Regions from separate parts of the Rattus norvegicus genome. Here region 1 is linked to region 2. Evidence: chromatin contacts called from public Hi-C data. All regions are on one chromosome and are shown on one strand. Each heading gives the region's core, a stretch centred on a gene start, on an enhancer-like site or on the middle of the called end of the contact. The rest is flanking DNA. Distances are from core to core; before and after follow the strand shown. Region 1 has its middle 190 kb from the start of Dusp6. Region 2 overlaps Poc1b (POC1 centriolar protein B).

Region 1 (5,309 bases), core at 1,467-3,966, 290 kb after region 2:
TTCCCCCAATAGCAACATCCCCTATCAACAGGGTACACTTGTTACAAATGATGAGCCAACATAGAACAATGTAACTGCCCCAGTCTATGGCCTACATTTGAGTTCACTTGCTGTTAAGCATAGACTTGGATAACTATGTAACAACATTAATGTGCCATATAGTATCAGACAGAGTTTTCATTGTCAAATATATTCCTCTGAGCTCTGTGTAATTATTTCTCTCTCCCTTAATCCTCGCAAAACCACCGATTTATTTATTTAATCCTATTACAGAATTTTGTCTTTTCCAGAATGACATCACGTTGGAATCATATGGGATGCACCCTTTCTTACTGGCTTCTTTCACTTTATCACTATGCATTTAATACATCCATTTTTTCCAGTGCTTTGCTTTTGTAGTCTTATGAAGTTGAACCGAGGCTTTACATATGCTAGGCAAATACTCTACCACTGAACTGCATTCTAAGCTTGCTATTGGTTCATTTCTTTGTAGCACTGAGAAAAACCTCACTCAATGTGTCAGAATTCATCTATTCACTGATGAGGGACATCTTGGCTGCATCGGAGCTTTCATAACTATGACTGAGTGTGCACCATTCACACTCAGGTTCTTGACCGAACACATGTTTTCAACTCCATTTACTGAACACCAAACGGTGATTGGTATATCGTACAGTTTATGTTTTGCACAAAGCTGTCAAATTGTTTTCTATAATGATGGTACTATTTTGTATTCTCCCAACCATAAATGACTTCTGGTGGTCCACACCCTTATAGCAATTTAGAATGGTCAGCGTTTTGGGGTTTGACTATTCTCACTGTTACTTCAATTTTCATTACTTTGGTAACAATAAATACATGACGTGCATAGAGATTTATATTTACAAATGCTGCAATGGGGAATGAAGAGTTCAGTCAGGAAAGTACTAGCCATGCGAGCATGGGGACTTGAGTTCAGCTTCCTGGCACCCACTTATAAAGTTGGGAAAATAGACTGTGACTATATATAACCAGAGTGCCAGGAGGCAGGGACTAGGATGGGAAGAGGAAGGTACCTGGGACTTTCTGGTCAGTCCATCTAGCCAAATCATAGAGCCCCGAGATCAGTGAGAGATTGTGTTTCAAAAGTGTGGTGTGAAACAGAGGTTCTCAGCCTATAGATTGCAACCTGTTTTGGAGTCTAATGACCCTTTCCCAGGGTCACATATCAGATATCCTGCATGTCAGATATTTACATTATGATTCATAAGAGTAGCAAAATCACACTGTCCTCTCTAGCCTCCATGCATAGACACATGCAAACGCACATGCATGTGTGTGTGTGCACGCGCGCACGCATACACACACACACACATACACACACACACACACCCACACACACACACACACACACACATTCACACACTGCCATAGTGGTTAGGGGTAGAAATGGCATTATTATTTCTGTGTAGAAACAAAGACCTGAGTATTCTTAGCATGATAAATATTATCATAGCCCTAAATCGTTTGTTTCTTCTTTAATAGAAAAACAAAACAAACAAATGAACAAAAAAACCAAAACAGAAACCCTAGACATGAACTCAGGACTGAGGTGTTAGCATGTTAAAAAGAGGGAACTAAAGAGATTGGTGAGGATTGCTGTAGTTGAGTTAGTAATAATGAGAGAGGAAAAAGGCCTATCTTTAGTCATAACACTCAGGGATGACTTTCGGATCCAGAAACGGATGGGAGTAAGTAAAAGGGGATGTTCCCTCAGTAGCTTGATGATTTTGGCAACAGTCCAACCAGTGTTGCAAGAAAGGAAGCAGCCTCAAGATGAAAATCTCGTACAGGCTGGCATCTGCCCAAAGCTGAAATGTTGACAGAGAAGTGCGGGTACACCCCAAAACATCCTGATTAATTTGCAGGTGTTGTGCAAAACCGAGTGGGAAAAGAAAAACCATACTGCACCCTAGGCAGATTCTGCTGGTGTGAAGAGTGTTCGATAATACCAAAACCTTAGGACGAGAGAGAATGGTTCCGTATTTTCATTGTACACTGCAGCCTTTCTCAGAGACTCATCATCTTGTTGATCTGGAAGGGATTTCTCAGAACAAGTCTCCCAGTGGAGTTGGATTGCCCAGAAATTCCCTTCAAACAAAATCTCATGACACTATGCTGAACTGGGGTAGAATGGATGTTATTAGTAGAAATAATTTCGTGATTTTAATTTCAACAAAAGCACTCATCCCAAAGCTGATTAACCGAGTCAATGCTGTAATCAGAAGACTTGAATGAGAACCACTGTGATGCGATTTGTATGGCGTACTTACCAGTCTTTTTTATTTTCGTATTGTTTGGGTCTCTTTAGACATTGTGAAACAGATTCTGATTAGCACAAGATTTGCGAATGAGAGGTCTTAGTAATCACCTTGTAGTCTTGCCGGTACCCTGGCTGTAGGAAAAATCATCCTTTTGAGATCAACAGAAATCTGAGTCAGGTTGGAAATGCAAGTCAATGCACCCAGCACTGGCTAGCATAGAGCTCCTTGGTTTAAAACGTTATGGCAGTTAAAGTATTATTTAAAAGGCTAAAACACCAGCCTCTGCTGCCGTGTTGTGTTTAAACCTCAGCTCACACTTGCTCCCATTGAACCCAGGGAACACTGCTGGCCATTGGAGGTGCTGCGATCATTATTTCCCAAGAACTAGAGAGTGGGCAAACCGACAAAACAAACAAGCTGGGCGCTGTTAAATAAATGATTTACATTCCTTTCAGGAAATGTCACAATGAGGACTTCAAGCTGGACTTCTCCAGTGCTTTTCTGTTTGATTTTCAAGCAGAACGAACCGAACACAATGTGTAACGTTCACTAATTGCCAGTTTTATTCTGTTAGCATCTTACTTAGAATGTGTCTCGGAGCCCAGTAATCTATCTCATTAATGTGTCTTTCACCAGTTAGGTTTAAAGTCCCTTCCTAAAGGGGCCAAGCTCCTGTGTTTTCTTATTGCCATGAGTGTAAGTAGGGAATTAATTTGCACACAGTAGGGGATTGGTCACTTGCACACAGTAGGGGATTGGTCATATTACTGGTTCTGCATTTAAGCTGTCTGGGAACTTATTCTCAAGCAAGCATTTATTAATGTAATGTATTTGGTGTGGGGCATTATGCTAATGCTTCTGACCCCAGTATTGTCACTACATGGAGTGAGTCATCTATAATTTTGTTTAAAATAACGTAAACCAATTTTATGTACTATTAATTAAAGGAGTAGGTGTTGAGTGTTCACTATTGTTTTAGTTCAGTGCTGACTCTTTGGAAGCTTGGTCTTGAGGGCAGTTGGATTATAGAAATATAAGAAACTACCATGTCCAAGATGGTTATTCTTACTGTTGGCCATTAAAACAGACTTTTAATGGTTACTATTATTTCTTCGTAAATTGATTGTTCCTTTGCCTAATTTATCAATGCCATTCTGGTCACTAAACCTCATTATGTAATTTTTACCATCAGTGTTATAAGTAGAAACAATTATAAATTTGTGTTTGGTTGAGAGAACGTGTCAACAAATCGTGTTTATATTTTCATACCATAAGGACAGTACTTGTAGAATGAATGGTATGCTCATTTTAGCTTTAAATTTTTTTTGACATTTCTTAAGGTTTCTAATTTCTTTAATTTACATTGTCATCCTTCTAAAATGTTTTCAATTACAAAGTGTCAACTTTAATTTCTCTTTTCATCTCTTGGGTGCCTTTTTGCTCCAGCTGGACTGGCTGTTCTTTTTGAACATTTAGCAGTTTTCATTTCGTGACTGATAATTTTATTATCCTGAAACTATTTCTTGACCTGAAAAAAAATTTTTTTGGTGGGGGGGTTGGTTTCCTGCCTTCTTTTCCCAGAAAAGTTTTTGTGAAGTGTGTTTCCAGTTGTACGGGTGTATAAAAAGTAAAGGTTCCACATATAATTAGTCTCTTTAACATTTAAATTCAAATTAGCCCTCTATGTAAAAGTTCCCAGGGGCAGGAAGCTTCACTTATTATCTGATTCCATTTGATCCTGTAACCCCAAGCTTTTTGCCAAAATGATGAATCTTCTTCCGGTGTGTTCGGGAACATTGTGTGACCTCTGTAAGATCATTATGGATCCCCGGGAAAGCATCCGTGTGCTTTCTGCTGCCAAAGTGAAGCCCAAGCTTCTGTGAGCTCGGAGTCTCTACCATGGCATCATGGAAATCCCCTTAAGTCTCTGCCATATTGGAGATGGTCTCTTCAGGTTCCTGTAAACTTCTTCCTCTTTCTTGGTTTACTCTCTCCATCGCTACAGAGGAAGGGACTGTGGGTGATACAACTTTTTTTTTTTTTTTTTTTTTGGTCTTCTGTGTTTGAAATGTTTTTCTTTTCCTCTTTTTTTTAAAAAAATAATACATCCTATTAATTTACTCTGCGTTTCTGCACACACATGCATGTACCCAGCTGTGGAGGTCAGATGCCAATTGTGAGGAGTTAGTTTCTCCTTCTACCTTGTTTGTAGCAGAGTCTGTCTGCCCTTTGATTTTAGAAACTTTTACTTTTTGAAAGATTCCCATATATGCCTCCTGTCTTCCTGTAGAAATGATGGGTTTATAGACACACCTAAGCACATCTGGCTTCATGAATTCTGGGGATGGAACACAGGTCACCAGACTTGCAGAGCAGTGCCTTGACCCACTCAGACATTTCTCTCTGGCCTTATTTGAAGTCTTGTAGACAATCTGAGTGAAGTTCAAAACTGACAGTCAGTATTTCTTAGACTTTTAAAGGTATTTATTCTGTAGCCACTAAAATTGTCACTGAAAATCCAATTATTATTATTACTATTATTATTATTATATTGCTATTTGACTCATGGTTTCATGTGTATGCTTTTCTTTATGATCTGGAAGGATTAAAATCTTTTCCCTCTTTGCATTTGCGAAGCTCATGATCTTGCCTTTGGTGTGGATTTTGGTTACTCATGCTGTGGAGAAGTCGGTGAGTAAGTGCAGCTCAGTTCTTAGAAATGTCAGTAGATGATTTTGTTGTTTTCTTTTCTTATCTGATACTTCCGTTGGTTTCATGTTAGCATCCTGCTCTGTTTTTCTTGACTTTTAAACTTCATATGGGTTGTTTCATCCCTAGTACATTTTACATTTCTGATATCTTTTTAACTTCAAGAGCTGTACATACATACATGCATACATATATATAAACATAATGTACATATATACATGTATGTGTATGTATATGTTTATATATGTGAATGTATGCATATACGTGTATGTATGTATATATTTTATATATACGTAT
Region 2 (5,715 bases), core at 2,679-5,178:
CCGCACGAAGGAGCGACTTGTGCAGTGGAATTTAACTAAACGTTAACCAGCTATCTGAAACTTGGCACAGAGCTTTGCCGTAGTTAGTCTTCAATGAATTTGACACAGCCCATGACATTGACCTTATATATTCCAGTGAGCTGACTTTGTATCCTGGAGATAGGCAGCTTGTGACCTAACTAGCAGGCTAAAATTTAGTGCTCCTGACCTAGAAACTATCTCAGGGTTTTTGTTCTACTTTTTGAGACATACTCTCCCTGCCAAGTACCCTTTAAGCTTTGCAAAGACTCATGACTTGGGGCTGGAGAGATAGCTCATCAGTTAAGAGCACTGACTGCTCTTCTAAACGTCATGAGTTCAATTCCTAGCAACCACCTGGTGGCTCACAACACTCTGTAATGGGATTGATGCCCTCTTCTGGTGTGTTTGAAAATAGCTACAGTGTATTCAAAAAGCAAAAAAATAAACAAACAAGCAAACACACAAAAACTTCCCGACTTGAAGACTCTAAGTGTTCTCAAGAGTTTGCTATGAAGGTGGGCTTGTCACCAGCTAGAACAAAAGGGTACTTATCCCTTGAAGATAACCCAGGGGAACCAGAGTCAGCTAGTTTATGTGGTATGCGTGGGACTTTGATGTAGGAGTGTCATCCACAAGAGGGGAGCACTCCATAAAACAGTCAGTTGTCCACAAGAAGGGAGCACTGGCCTGAGAAATGTGAAAATGCCTTTTTGAAACAGAGCCAGTCGAATATCAGTGACTTCACTTTACAAGAAAGATTCTAAGGGATGATTTTAAAAGTAGCCATGCCAAGCACCATGGCACATTCTAATTTAGAATTCAGAAGTCAGGGGCAGGAGGTTTTGCGTTTGAGGCTATCTGAACTATATAGTAAAGACTTGGAGAGACAAAGGGCTGGGAACGTGTGTCTATAGCAGTTTGCCCAGCACACAGAAGCTACACTAAAGTGAGTCTTAGCGGCCCTCTCGTGTCTCCCTGTGGAGAGGAAGTTAGGCATGCAGTGTAACGGTGGCATCTTTGTGGCTTGCACTTCTGTCTCTGATGCCTGACAGAAATTTTGATATAATATTTGCCCATCAAAATCAGTTGTTACCAATCTGTATTTTTAAAGCACAGTTGCTCCCACCCCCCAGGTGTTTCTCTGCAAAAGGTTAGTATTGGCTACCATATACTATATACCATATACCATATACCATATAGACATGGTTTTAAACTGTTTATCTTCTCAAATACCTTAATTTTATTTTGATTCATTCAAGTCACCTATATAATTTTTTGGCTTTTTAAAGAATTTTTTCTTTAGGGTTCTGGTTGAGTCTTAATATTTTCACAGAAATGGGCCATGGGTCTGCCATCAAATTTTGAGTCAGAGATGGGTAGGAATAGCCCAGCAGTTGAGGTTTTGCTAGCATGCTTGAAACCCTGAGCTCCATCGCTAACCTGGGAGGAGATTATTCATAGCCATTTAGCATCTACCATCTACGATGTGGCTGCACAGGTAGGGTGTTCCAGAGTCACTTTGCCACTCTCCTCAAATAGGAATAAGACTGGAGAACTAAAGAGATAGCTCTGTCTGTAAAGTACGTGCCATGGAAGCAGGGGGATCTGAATTCTCAAAAACCGTGTATAAAGCTGGGTGTAGTGGGGAGAGCCAGTAATCCTAGAGCTGAGGAGAGCCTGGATATGAGGGTATCGGGGCTCAGTGACCAGACGGTCTAGCCTAGTTGGCAAGGTCCAGGCCAGGTAGAGACCTAATCTCAAAAGACAAAGTGAATGACTTCCAAGAATGGCACCTGAATTTGACCTCTGGTTTCCATGTTTACCTACATATGCTACCTACAGACAGACAGACAGACAGACAGACAGACAGACGACAGACACAGGCAGAGAGAGAGAGAGAGAGAGAGAGAGAGAGAGAGAGAGAGAGAGAGAGAGAGACCTGTTACCTTCAGGTAAATTATAGTCTTAAGGTTTGTTGTCAGGGTCTGAGGTTGTTGTTGTTGTTGTTGTTTGTGGATTTTTGTTTGTTTTTGTTTTGTTTTTTGAGGCTGGGTTCTTCTGTATAGCCCCAGGCAGTCCTGGAACTCCCTCTGTAGACCAGGCTGGCCTCTAACTCAGAGATCCCTCTGCTTCTGCCTCACAAGTGCTGAGATTAAAGGTCTGGGCCACCACCCACAATTTAGCCTTACGTTTTAATGTGTTAGGTTTATTATTTGTCCTACAAGTAGGTGAACAAAATGAGGTCAGCACTCCACAGTTGTTCTTTGGATTGCCAAAACACCAAATCCTTTCCCAAGAACTGGGATGGTGTCTTTATCTCTTTCCTGACCAGGACGTATAGTGTAAATACAACATATGCCTTTCTTTAGAGTTGGAGACAGCATTTCAGATCAAAGTAACTGTTTATAATAAACTGAGAGTTAGTTACATTATAGAAAAAAAATCTCAGAATGTGCAGTTCTCTAACCCATTAGCCGAGATAAAGACAGGCTGTCCACAGAAGCATGGCAGAGAGCTCCGCTGAGTTGCCTCAGCCACACCCACACTGGGCAGGCGAAAGCACGACCACTGTCGAGGGAACATGTTAACGTGAGAGTTCTCGTGTTCCTGAGGTGAGTGTTAGTCACCTGGGGAAGACGAGAAGACTCGTCCAAGAGAAATCAGCCCTTGGCCTGACAGAGGATACTATTTGTTATTGTTGTTTGTAAACTGGAATATTTCAGTAAGAAAGCAAGGTTTAATATAGTCCTTCCTTCAATTTTTTTTGAAAGTGTGTACCATGATAATAAAACACACACTAATCTACTTCTGATCTCTCTGCTCCCTGCATCCTGTCCCCCCAGCCCCCAGCCCTACACCCACTCTGTCCCTGCTTAGTTCCTCCCTCCCTGAGCTGACTTTGGAGCTTAAACTTGTGAATGTCTTGCCTTAGCCCCCCCCCCCCCCCCCATGCGTGGCACCTTTAGGTCCTTTACATTGCCGTACCAACAGGTGGCAGATTTGAGCAAGCCCTGGAGAGATGTGTGCTCATCTCCATCCATGTCTCTCAGTAAATATTAACTGAGGATACCCGCTTACATACATACTTCTCTGTGTCATTCCCCATTCTCAGCTTTAAAGAAAAAGAAGCAATAAATTAAAACCTGTGCAGAAAAGCTCAGAGAAACAGGCACGTCTCAGATTAAAAACATAGACTTTTTAGGGCAGTGGATCAAAACACTACAAAGTAAAGAAAAGCACTTCGGGCAAGGCACGAGGCTGCAGGAATGTGGTCCAGACATCTGTCGCATGGCAGGTGCCATCTGAGTAAGTGTGGCACTGGGACAAGGAACTAGGAAACTAAGGAAATAATAACCTCAGACAGTGGTGGCTTGACACTAGGCAGGAGCAAGGGAGGGGGTCAGAGATGGCAAGCTTCTGAAGATATTTTGAAGGCAGAGCCAAGAGGATTTCCTGACAGATTGGATGTCAGTTGCGGGATTCCCTATCTCCTCTCCCAGGGGACAGTAAGGTGTAGCCCTGAATAATCCCAGGGCAGCTGGAAATATCTTCTGGCTCAGCCTCATCTTGACAAAGAGCCATGGGCAGAAAAATCATTGTAGTTTTCTTATCTTAGGTTCTAGAATCAGGGGAAGGAAATTCTCTGCCTTTTTCTGTGACTTCGGGAAGTGCCCTGCTAAATGCCATGTAGATTTGAGTTTCTCAGCAAAGCACATTTGGTTTCTCTTTTGCAGAAGATTTTTTACATCAGCCTATTTGAGGGAAGAGAACGGTTGCCCACTTTCATGGACCATATGGTACATACTACCTACAAAATAATATTGTATTGACACATCTGTGGACACAGGGAGAGTAGACTTGCAGACAGAATATTTCCACGGGTGTTGTGGCAACAGTACATCCTGGTTACTAGACAACATTGTGTAACTAGTTCAGAGTTATTTCAGTTTCTAACTGCTTATGTAAGCAAAGCTTCGGAAGGACTTATTTGAAAGAACACAGTGTCTGCAAATTCAAGTGTCTCTAAACTAAAATGTATAACTTTTACCGCTTAAAATGCACATGCAGGCTGGAGAGCGTGTTAGGAGCACTGGTTTCTCTTCCAAAGTACTCGAAGTTCAATTCCCAGCACCCACATTGACCGCTAACAACTATCTGTAACTCCAGTTCCAGGGCACCCACATCCCCTTCTGCATGCAGACAAAACATCCACGAAGATAATGTAACTAAATAAATGTTTTAAGCACTGGCATGTATTGTGGAAACTGCTAAAGCTTTCAGCGCCAAACTGTCCCTTCCCTTGTGCACTTTGAAACTGATTTTAAAGCAGCATCAACAGGAGTGTTTGGTGTGTTAAAGGAACATGCCATCCTTTCTCTGCATGGAGCTCCCATTATCTTTTGTTCAATTTCTCTTTCTGTGAAGGAAATGGTGTAGGCCAGGAGTGCCATTTTCCACCCACAGTAATCTGCTCTGCAGTAAAAATCATGACAAGAAGTCTAAGTTGTGTGATTGAGGTATTGTTCCCTCCCCCAAAATGCTAATTTGAGCTTCTTTAACTTTCTAAGTCATAGGGAAAGGAAATTCAATGAATTTACCAAAAATCGTATACAAATCAAATTTTTATAAATTGTCCTAGTTAGCTAATACTTTGTTCTGTTTCTTTTCTGTCGTGACAAGAGAGGTTTCTTTTTCTATGTTAAATGTATCTTTTAAAACAGGAAACTCTACAAAAGAATTCTTTGTAATCTGCTATTGGCTGCCTAACAAAGTAAATAAATGTTGCAAGTCCCTTTAGAAAATGAGCACATTTCTGGGCAGTGGAGGTGTTGAAGCTGCAGATCTTATTTCTGCCTCTAACTTCCTGCTGTACTATGTTTCTAAACTGTGCCTGGACCCCAGAGACACCTCCAGTCTTCTCTCTGGCTGGGAATCCAAGCTGCATCCCCAGTTCCCACAGCTGAGGCGAAGGCATGCGGAAAATGCCCGCAGTCCTCAGCCCACACATCCAGTGACAACTGGTTCCTTCCTCTTCCTGTGGAAAAGCAGCATCCTCTGAGATGAGAGGACATGCCCCCTGAGGAATGCAAGAGCAGCAGTGAGCTTTCACACAGGAAATTAGTTACTTGGGGATAGCACTCCGAAAATGCTTGTCTCCTGGAGGATGTCAGAGAGAAGAGCTTCCCGCCCACCCAGAGGAATGAATGCCTGGCCATCTGCAGGGCTGTGCAATAAAGTGACCTGACTTTTTGCCCTTCTGTGCATGGTACCCATAAGAGTTTGAGTTTTGGGGTGCTGTTTACATAGAAAGGTTGGCTCTGATGCTTCCCTGACAGTGAGTTCCGTGGTGGGAGGAGTGGCCTGCTAAAGTACACTTTTTGTTAGTTAGTCCTTAGTGTTTCATGACTATGAAATCTCCGGGCTTCCAGAGATTGACAACTCATAATCTTGGCTATTGAGGCCAGAGCTAGACTTGCTTACTTCTGTCTCTTGTCAGTTCTCTTCTTTTACTTTTGGGTCAGTCAGACATCATAGAAGATCTCATATGTGGTACAGTCATACATCCTCAAGCCCAGATAAAGAACAGTGTTGCTGGATCAGGCAGCCAGTCCCAATACTTAAACTTCAAACGGATATGATTTGAATTCTCCATTTGACAAATATTTCAGAGTAATTTGATTTCATTTTTTCTAA

The links. A called contact is a pair of places that touch in the nucleus more often than the background predicts.
Region 1: a contact with region 2 is called in a Hi-C map of hepatocytes, with 2.6 times the contacts expected there. The contact joins two enhancer-like sites. A contact is called at or near these places in 8 of 12 Hi-C or Micro-C datasets (the A7r5 cell line, the Rat2 cell line, hepatocytes and 3 more).

What each region holds. Positions count from the first base shown.
Region 1 is chr7:36,168,210-36,173,518 of GRCr8, forward strand. No RefSeq gene overlaps it. Among named protein-coding and RNA genes, the nearest start is that of Dusp6, 190 kb to the left of the region's middle. Within about 2 kb of position 2,717, at least 23 of the 93 cell types and tissues checked have an H3K27ac peak or open chromatin away from gene starts, as enhancers often do. A contact at or near this core is called in hepatocytes and liver, where this site is marked.
Region 2 is chr7:35,877,208-35,882,922 of GRCr8, forward strand. The region is part of intron 10 of Poc1b (POC1 centriolar protein B); the gene reads left to right. Among named protein-coding and RNA genes, the nearest start is that of Galnt4, 68 kb to the left of the region's middle. Within about 2 kb of position 3,929, at least 25 of the 93 cell types and tissues checked have an H3K27ac peak or open chromatin away from gene starts, as enhancers often do. A contact at or near this core is called in hepatocytes and liver, where this site is marked.